Regions from separate parts of the Gossypium raimondii genome. Here region 1 is linked to region 2. Evidence: chromatin contacts called from public Hi-C data. All regions are on one chromosome and are shown on one strand. The core of a region is the stretch at or near the end of the contact, and the rest is flanking DNA. Distances in the headings are between cores, read along the strand shown.

What was found. Hi-C and Micro-C count contacts between places; a contact is called where the count stands out from the background.
Region 1: a contact with region 2 is called in a Hi-C map of leaf, with 2.5 times the contacts expected there. The contact joins the promoter of LOC105791529 here to the enhancer-like site in region 2. A contact is called at or near these places in 2 of 2 Hi-C or Micro-C datasets (both in leaf).

Annotation. Positions count from the first base shown.
Region 1 is chr8:43,166,549-43,171,146 of ASM2569854v1, forward strand. It overlaps LOC105791529 (probable alkaline/neutral invertase F), which reads right to left and starts at 2,397. Exons shown (of 4, transcript XM_052634852.1): 1 at 1,585-2,397; 2 at 272-718. The coding sequence starts at 2,397.
Region 2 is chr8:43,027,797-43,032,410 of ASM2569854v1, forward strand. No RefSeq gene overlaps it. Among protein-coding and RNA genes, the nearest start is that of LOC128032156, 4.5 kb to the right of the region's middle. Within about 2 kb of position 1,690, the one cell type or tissue checked has open chromatin away from gene starts, as enhancers often do. A contact at or near this core is called in leaf, where this site is marked.

The DNA.
Region 1 (4,598 bases), core at 1,147-3,646, 140 kb after region 2:
TCACAAAAACAAGCAAGAATTTAGGGGGAAAACCATTTTACCGTCTGCTACTAGACTAGGACCAGAACAAAATCATGCAGAGACTGATCACAGGATCTAAGGGTAACTTGAACAACGAAAATAGAAGAAGATTCGAAGTGGCTTAGATTGGCAAATACGCTTAACACTTGGAGCAGTTGTGACAATAACCAGTCTAATTCCCGATCTTGTTTTCAAACAAGTACTTCTATATAAAGTTGAAGGAAACTTCTATAATAACTAGAAGACTCACCATCCTCCTATCAATCATGCTACACCCATCTGCACACAGAAGTGTAGGAAAAGTGTCAAAACCATCTGAAAGGCAAAGGTTAAGTATCAGCTTCATTCCTCTCTGCACCTCAGGTAGTTCTGAAAGCGTATAATCATGCGTGCATTTGGTATACGACCTTAGCAATATGATCCACCAGAACCCAGAGTCAACAGGTGCAACTCTTCCTATTGCACTACCACCGAAATCTGCAACCAAGGTTTCCTTCTGCCTATGCGAATCGTAAAGAACTTTAAAACTTGCAGGCATGACACCTTCCCCAAGTGTAAAATTGTCAATTCTTTTCTCCCAACCTTGAAGGTGGAGAGTCTTTAACAGAAAGTTCTTTACTATCTCTGGATCGCCACCAGCATTGGCAGGTCTCATTAGACAGGCTAAGCCACTGGGAACGAAGTCTCTTATGAAAACCTGCAATATAAGAATGGGCCAAGAATATTGACTGAGTTCAATAGGGCACCCCTGCAATAAGGCTTTTAACTTCATTGAAATCATAACATTATGGGCTAGCTATCAAACTCAGAAAAACAGCAGCACTATGAATTTGATCAAGCAATCATGCATGTTTTTAGTCTGTGGCTATGTAACAATGACGTACGGTAATTCCTCTCAAAGGCATCTACAAAGATCGTTAATCTTCACCTGTATGGAAAACTCTCGTCCTCGTTTGTTTTAAAATAAAAATTGAAGACGTAACGACTTATGCCACTCACAATATAATATAATAATTAATTAGTTCCTCCGGCATTACCACGAAATGTGCAGATATATGAAGGGCAAGTCAAGAAGTGTACATTAGACCACATATTTGCCAGGTGAAGACGAAAAGATCACAGAACTAAAAGGCACAAGAACTTTCATAGCAAATCAAATAACAGGAACCGAAGTTATATAAGTAAAAGAATAAGACGAAGAATTAGATATAGATATAGATGATTATCATGGATGGAAAATAAGCGTAAGAAATAGATATAGATGATTATCATGCATGTAAAACAGGAATTTCCTTAACACCATTCACAAAAACAGAAAATGCCTCAAAATGCTATAGCGAAAGCGAATAGCAGTAAGCAAAATTCTGAAGATAAAATGGATTCTAACAAGCATGGATTTGAAGGCTAAAGAAAGACCGTTGAGAAAACACCTAAGACAAATGAAGCTTCATTGCAAAATAGCCAAACAAAAGAAAATGATAATATAACAAAACAAGGGAGATATCTGGATTTGAAAAATCAAAAGAAAACAAAAACGAAGACAAAGAACTAAACATAATATACCTGATTGTAATTCAAAGCCTCGGCGATAGGATCCATAGCAGCGAGCGTACCGACTGCCTTGCCTTTGTAATATACGTAAGATTTTTGTAGTCCCTCCCACGCTTCTTCCAACATCGCACCGTTTTCTGTACTCCCTAGAGGACTATCGACGGATCTGACCGCAGGCAATAAACTATCGAGTTCCAAGTTCTCGAGACTCGAACCTACGCTAGGAGACGGCTTCAGTGACATCTGCGCCACGTTTGCATTATTGGATTTGGATATGTTCTCGTTGCTCTGCACTCTCAACGTCTTCATCGGCTTATCAAGTTTGTCAGTCGATTCATTTTCTTCCTCCAATTTGGATGACTCTTCTTTTCCGACTGTGTCTTGAAATATCTCTGTTGATATTTTTGGACTCTCTCGCTGGTTTGATTCTAGAGAAGTCTTTCCATTATCCCTCCATTTTACATTTTCAGTTTGCGAAGCTTCCTCAGGAGATTCAAGAGCTTCTTCCTCTTCATTTTGTGAACACAGGGATTTCTCGGTAATTTTAGACTTCTCAAACATGATAAAATCAAAAGATTTCTCACTCGCGTCGTCAGCTCCTTTCTCCGTGGTAGTCTCCGAAGGTTGTTCTTCGATAGGCGTCACGGTGCACTCTCCTTCGTGTTTAAGAACGATAAAAAAGTCAGCCGATTTCACCTCTTTTTCCGATGAATCTCCAAGTTCTTTCTCACTATCTCCGACTGAAAGAGTAAAATAAAGCGCAGGAACCGCCTCTGCTTCCTTTACATCTTCTAAAAGATCACACGGAGCTCTCAAAGTTGACATTCTTAAAGAAGAGAATCAAATATCAGAAGCATAATTGCACAATATACCTTTCTCAGGTCTTCCTCTTCGTTTCGTAGAAACTGAAACTGCTGGAGAGAATAGTGAGAGACGGACAAAGAAAATAATGCAAAAATGGATCAGAGATGGAAGCCTAAAGGGCGTGAGCGATTGGGTACCGAATTGTGGTTCGTTTTGGAGGTTGGAAAAAAAATTTGAAGTGTGGAAGTTGTTTTAGAATAGGTCTCAATACTTAGTTTATCTACGAAATTGCCCCTCGTCGTTTCGTGCCCTGGGTGACAAGTTGGAAGTTCATAATGTATGGGCGTTTTAGAGATTAACAAAATTGTTTGTGAACTTCTTTCAGTTTTTGGTGGCGAGAGGAGTTATCGTGGGACCTTGGAGGCCGTTGGCTTTGGGCGCCAAAGGGAACACAAACAAACCCATAAACTCTTCCATTTTTCTAAAAAATTAAAACAGATAAAAAATTTTAAAAATAAATTTATTAAAAAATTATTTTTCGATGAAAGTATAAGATTTTATAAAATTGCATTTAAAAATTCCTAAAATTGTAGAAAATAATTAAAATTTTATAAAAAAAGAATAAAATAAAATTTGAAACCCATGAACTTCAGTCACCTTAGATGTTGTTTACAGTTTGAATGTTGCTTATGTCCGGGAACGAAGTGCACTACACACCTGTGCATCACAGATTTGACTGGCCTCATCTCTATAGAAGCTATAAAATAGCTCTTCATGTGTCTATTAATGCATGGTATGAATGGAAATGGATAAAAATGAGGGATAGAGTCAAAAGAGGTCAATTCACCCATTCTAAGGTCAAAAGTTGGACAGGTAGAGAGAGTCAGGACTATTGATTAGTGAATTAGGGTTTTGAGTGGAGAGGAATCCCTTTACTAAGTGGTATCTTGGGGTACTTATAAGAGGGGTAAGGGCCCAATGAAGGGTCCAACCAGGTCCAAATTGGGGGATATAACAATAGTCCCCCTCCTAGTCGAGAGATAGGTTAGAAAGTGACCATGCCTCGAGACTATTTGTAAGCCACCCCTGTAGGTAGTAGTAGTTGTAAAAAAATGGGTGGTAAGTTATAGGGAACGTACCCAAAAATTGTCTTGTACTTTTATAGAGGATACAATTATTAGCCCTACGACTTGGGAATATATGGTGTCTTGTGAGGCTATTGAAATTCATTTGTACCCTTAATAATGCATTGGCAGATGGTGTTTCTATTCATGGTTGGTTCGTTTAAGTTTGCTTTGTGATTTAATGGGTGGTATGCTCATTGGCCCGACAATCTGAAAATGCATAAAATATACCCGAGTGGTGCAATTGTCAATATAGAGGGATTAAATTTATTCAATGGAGACATGGCATATGTATATTGTGGATGCCATAATTGTACATGTAAAATAGAATAGGTTCAAGCCATCCGTTTGTTGGTGCAAGAAATGCATATTATTCATTGGTGTAACAATATAAAATGTAGGGTACAAACTGTTCGTTGGTAATACAAAATTTAATAAATGCATATTATTCATTGGCGTAAGAAATACGTACTATCCGTTGGTGATATAAAACTTAAGCGGTGCAAAATCATTCATTGATGATATAAAATGCAAGAGGTGTAGGTCGTCCATTGATGATATAAAATGGAAGAAATGTAAATTGTTCATTGGTGATATAAAATGTAAGTAATGAATATTTTCCGTTAAAATATGAATGTAAAGAATGTGGGCTATACGTTTAAAATACATTCTCGTTTGTAATATAAAACGTAAGAAATGTATATTATCCATTGCGCAAGACATGCATAATGTCCGTTAAAATGTGAAGGGGAGAATTATTCATTGTTATAAATAATGACAGCGAATGTAGCTTTTGGCTTTAGTTTTTATTGAGTAATATTGAATAAGTGTTTTCAAAATGATGACGGGTGTGGCAACCCGACCAGGTTGTTGACAAGTATGGTGACTTGACTAGGTTGTTGACGAGTATGACGACTCAACCAATAAATACAAGGATGACAGATGTGACGACCCAGCCAGGTTGTTGCAGGTATGGCGACCCGGCCTATAACATTAGCCTGGCGACCCCTTAGTGTTCGAATACTTTTTATAGAAGTGAGGCATATAAAGTTATGAAATAATTTTTTTTTTGTAATGAAAAACTAAGTTCAAATTAAG
Region 2 (4,614 bases), core at 440-2,939:
GCTCGTTCAACAAAAAGACAATGATTTAGGAGATCAAATATTGGGTTGCTTCATCGAAAAGGTTGAGGCTTCAAGTCTTAAAGGTTGGGATTCAAGTCTTATCATTTGCAATTGTGATGTTTGGATTTCATTTTCACCATGTATGTATACCATATATGGATTTTATATGATTGTTTTCGAATTAGTTCAGTATTATCTTATTTTTCGTCCAAGTATGTATTGTATATTATAATAAGTGAGACATATATTTATATATGTATTATACTTGTATGTATATTATATTTGTACAGGTAATTTAATAAAAAAAACATTAGGTTGTGTAAAACATTTTTGTTAATAAAAAGTTGTTATTCAAATAATAAAAACCGAATGTTTTGCGTCGATTAGAGTAATAATTTTGGTTCAAATTAGGGTTATTTACCAATATATTTGTTTGTTTCAGCCTTCAGGCCGTTGAAATGGATTCATCGTTCAATATTTTTATGGATGAAAGAAACGAGCTTGGCTGTTGATTGAATGAAAATTTTGTTTCAATTTTGATATTTTTTATTTAATATTTTATTTGAAGGCATGTGCCTATTAGTAGATGCTGTCTTTTCTTTTGTCTATATTTTCTCTTCTTGGATTTTCTGATGTCATTTTAAGATAGTTATTGTATGACTACTCAATTGCCAACTAATATTTGTAGTTTTCAATTTTACTGAAGCCTAACAACATGTGATTGATGTGACCAACAAGAAGTTTTGTAGTTTTGAGAGAAGGTGAAACATTCGACTTTTACTTTTAAGAGAAAAATGGTTTAGAAAATGGAAATGATTTTGTCTAGAATTATAAATGAACTTATGAGCTGCAAATAAAGATCTAAAAGAACAGACTTACATTGTTAAAATATGGTGTCAGTTTTAATAAATGAACTTTTCTAGAATTTAAAGATTTAATTTTTAATTTTTTAATTTTCATATTTTTAAATGTAAAAGTCTTAATCTAATTATTTTCATAGGTAGCTTAAATCAACATGTTAAATTAATACGTTTTGACAAAAAAAACTTATAATTTTAATTATTGAACTGAAATTTTAAATAAAAACTTAAATGATTAAATGTTTTTTTTCAAATATGAGGACTAAATCTTAATTTTATCAAAATACAATAACAGCATATTTTAATCTATGAGGGCTAAAAGTGAACAACTTTATTTACCATTTCACGTGATGTAAATTTTATATTGTTTTTTATTTTCACTACCCAGTTGGTGTACAGAAGAGTAACAAACATTATTTTGCTTTTTGATTTGTTATTTTATAAGACGAAGATTTGATTGTATTATATACCTACGAACTTTCGATTTAGTCGATGAAAACTTAAATCAATAGAAATCTTGTTTGGTTGACATTTTCAGTTTGATTTTACTTTCTTGTAAACAAGTAACTAAAGCAAAATAAAATACGATAAGCAATCACAAAAGTAGCAAATTACTGTGTCCGTAAACTGCATAAAGCAATAGGCTTAAGATCTCATATACATATATATAATATTTTCATTCCATTTAACGCATATTTTTGTCGTGGAACTGGGAACATGGCTAATTGATACTCAGGGGGAAAAACCAATATATATATATATATATTGAAAAGGAAAGAACCATACTCGACAGACATCCCAACTAAAGGACGAACAAGGCAATCATTTTGATTCTGATGTTATGTATTCGACATGGTGGACGGTATTAATTGATCACGCGCCGTGTATGACGGATCCCAAATTTCAAAAGAGATTATATTTTATAAAAAAAACTATATAGATTTCAATTTTAAAAACGATACCTCAAGATTCAAATCTTGAATAAATTATAAAATAAATAAAGAAAAGAAAATCCAATTAATAAGTTCAAAATTGACCCAATTAGTTGAGTAAACCCAAAGTGAACATCTAATTAGATGGATTAAACAAATAATCCTTACGGTTTGCCACGATGAGAAGGGCAGATAGGGAAGAAAGGTGGTTGTGTTACGCGAGAAAATTTCAACAGAAAATATAATTTTGGTCATATAATTCATTAAAGGTAGCGCAAGAGACAAGCGGTTCTGGGACCATACGGACCCCCCTTCATTTACCACCAGTCAAATCCGCACATGCAAAATTCATATTCGATCGAATATACTTATTTAATATATTAAATTATAAAAAATATTTAATTTTTTGATTTATGTAAAAAATTATTTATAGTTTATGCTGCATCAGTGAATAATAACTTTATACTTCTTCCTTACATAAAACAAAAAATAGTGAAAAGGATTACATATAAAGTTATTAATATTTATTTACAAGTCATTCATCTTTTTGTTTAATTTAATGATGATTTATTATGTTATTATTCAATTGATGGTTTATGAGACTCATCTATGACTATACATAAAATATTATTCCTTAAATTATAGTACACTAACAATGTAATTGAGAAAAATTCGAATAAATATATTTATAAAAATTAAAGGAGAATACTTGATGCACCTTTGATTTTTAGATCTCATGCACAATCAATTAATAATAAGATGACACATCATTATTCTTTGTAAAAAGAAAAAAAACACATAGTGAATTGTTTAAAAATAAAGTTAATTATAATTATTAAACATAAATAAATACAAATACATCAACCTCGAGATCGAAACTTGAAATCAAACATCCAATATTCAAAACCTAAAGAACAAAAAAAATTTAAAATTTATATTTAATTATATTTGAACAAAGTTAATATTTTTATTTTTATTTTTAAGTCTTTCAATATTTTTTATTTTACACTAAGGATAATGTGTCATCTTATTATTAACTTATGGTACATGATATCTATACACCGATAATGTATTGTATATTAATCCAAAACTAAACGATGCTTTGGTTAAAATGATAAAATTGAAAATATAAAATTTATAATGTGTTTAGTTTTACTTTTCGGGATAACATAATGTTTGGTTTGAACTTTTTCTATGTAATTTTTTTATTGATTTATGAAAATATATAAAAAATAAAAAGACTTTTATAGTAAATATAGCATAGCTTATTTTATAAAAAATAATAGGTTCATCGACACCTTGACCTTTACCACAAGGCCGTAGATTTCTCCCTGTTCAACTTAGCTTGCTTCGATAAGTTCAACACGCAGTTCCATATTTCTCGTTTGACATTTCGAAATTTTGGATGTTGAATCTTATATATAAGAGCCTATCCTAGTGGATAAAAATTGGTTTACGTTTGGCCATAAGCCATTCCACATGGATGCTACAAAATTTCCATCCTCAATTAATTAAAAACTTAGTCTATTTGAAGACGACTGGTGCAATGTAGGACTTGCTTGGCATGTTTAGTAGCCCAATTTACTTCTAACCAAGTACATAAATCCACAACATGAAAGCTATCCATATTATTTGGATATCTTGGAATTTCTCAGATCATATTGAACTGTTGGAAAATTTAATACGACCGTTGCCACTCAATGCAAGAGAAGCATATAAACGACATGCACATGTAAAACATAATTGTACGCATATGCCTCCAGCAATAGATAGTATGGAAGTAATTGTTGGAACTTAGTGCCCATAGTGTGTGATTTTGTCAAATATACTTATAATATTTTGAATATATTAGTTTAACAAAATTTCATCATTTACATTAATATCATTTGTATTCGTCCTTAACGGGTTTTGCATACAAAGCGAAATGAATAAGAAAATATTGGCTCACAGATTACCTGACATTTAACTAATAATAAGTCACATTATGTGGTCGGATCATAATATGAGAAGACAACTTATATTAGTAGGCAACCTAAGACTCCATACAAAATGTGGCATGATAGGTGTATTGGTGGTTACATGCAAGTGTACACGGTCATACAAGTAATAAGTAGTAAGTAAAGAGTTATCGTCTCCATAAGGACTGTTGTGTAAATTCATTCATGTAACTTTCCTCTAGAAAGCTTCCTTTAGTAACAATCTACTTCAAGGTTTAAATTCATTCATGTAACTTTCCTCCAGAAAAGTAGCATGCATTGAGACCTTAATCGTCTGGTCTTTCAGATTATAAAAAAATTCATCCTTCATTCCTTTTGGAAATGTTCTATAAGTGAATCCAATTTCTTAGCATCTTTATACAATACGTGAGCTAGGTATCTTTAAATCTTAGAGTCATTTAGGCTCAGCTTTCTATTGTAAACTCTAAAATATATAGATATTTTCAGCACTCTTTTATGTACAATTCTTATGAATTTTGAGTAAATAAATAACACTTTATATGGTTTTACACTTAATATTACTTTATATGTACAACTTATGTACATTTTTTTTGAATTTTGAGTAAATAAATAACACTTTATATGGTTTTACACTTAATTTTGTGATAATTTATAATTTCCATGAGAATGTGTTGATTTAGTGATATTTATGTTAAATGCATTTTATTTTATTTTTTTGGAATAATTGGGATAAGGGAAAGTATGGTAGAAGTTTGGCTGTTTTTGGGTTTTAATAGGTTCAGATTGCAAGATCCAAATGCAATCATGTGGGCTTCAAAGTAACTTCAATCTAGACCTAATTACACAAAGGCCAAAAATTATTTA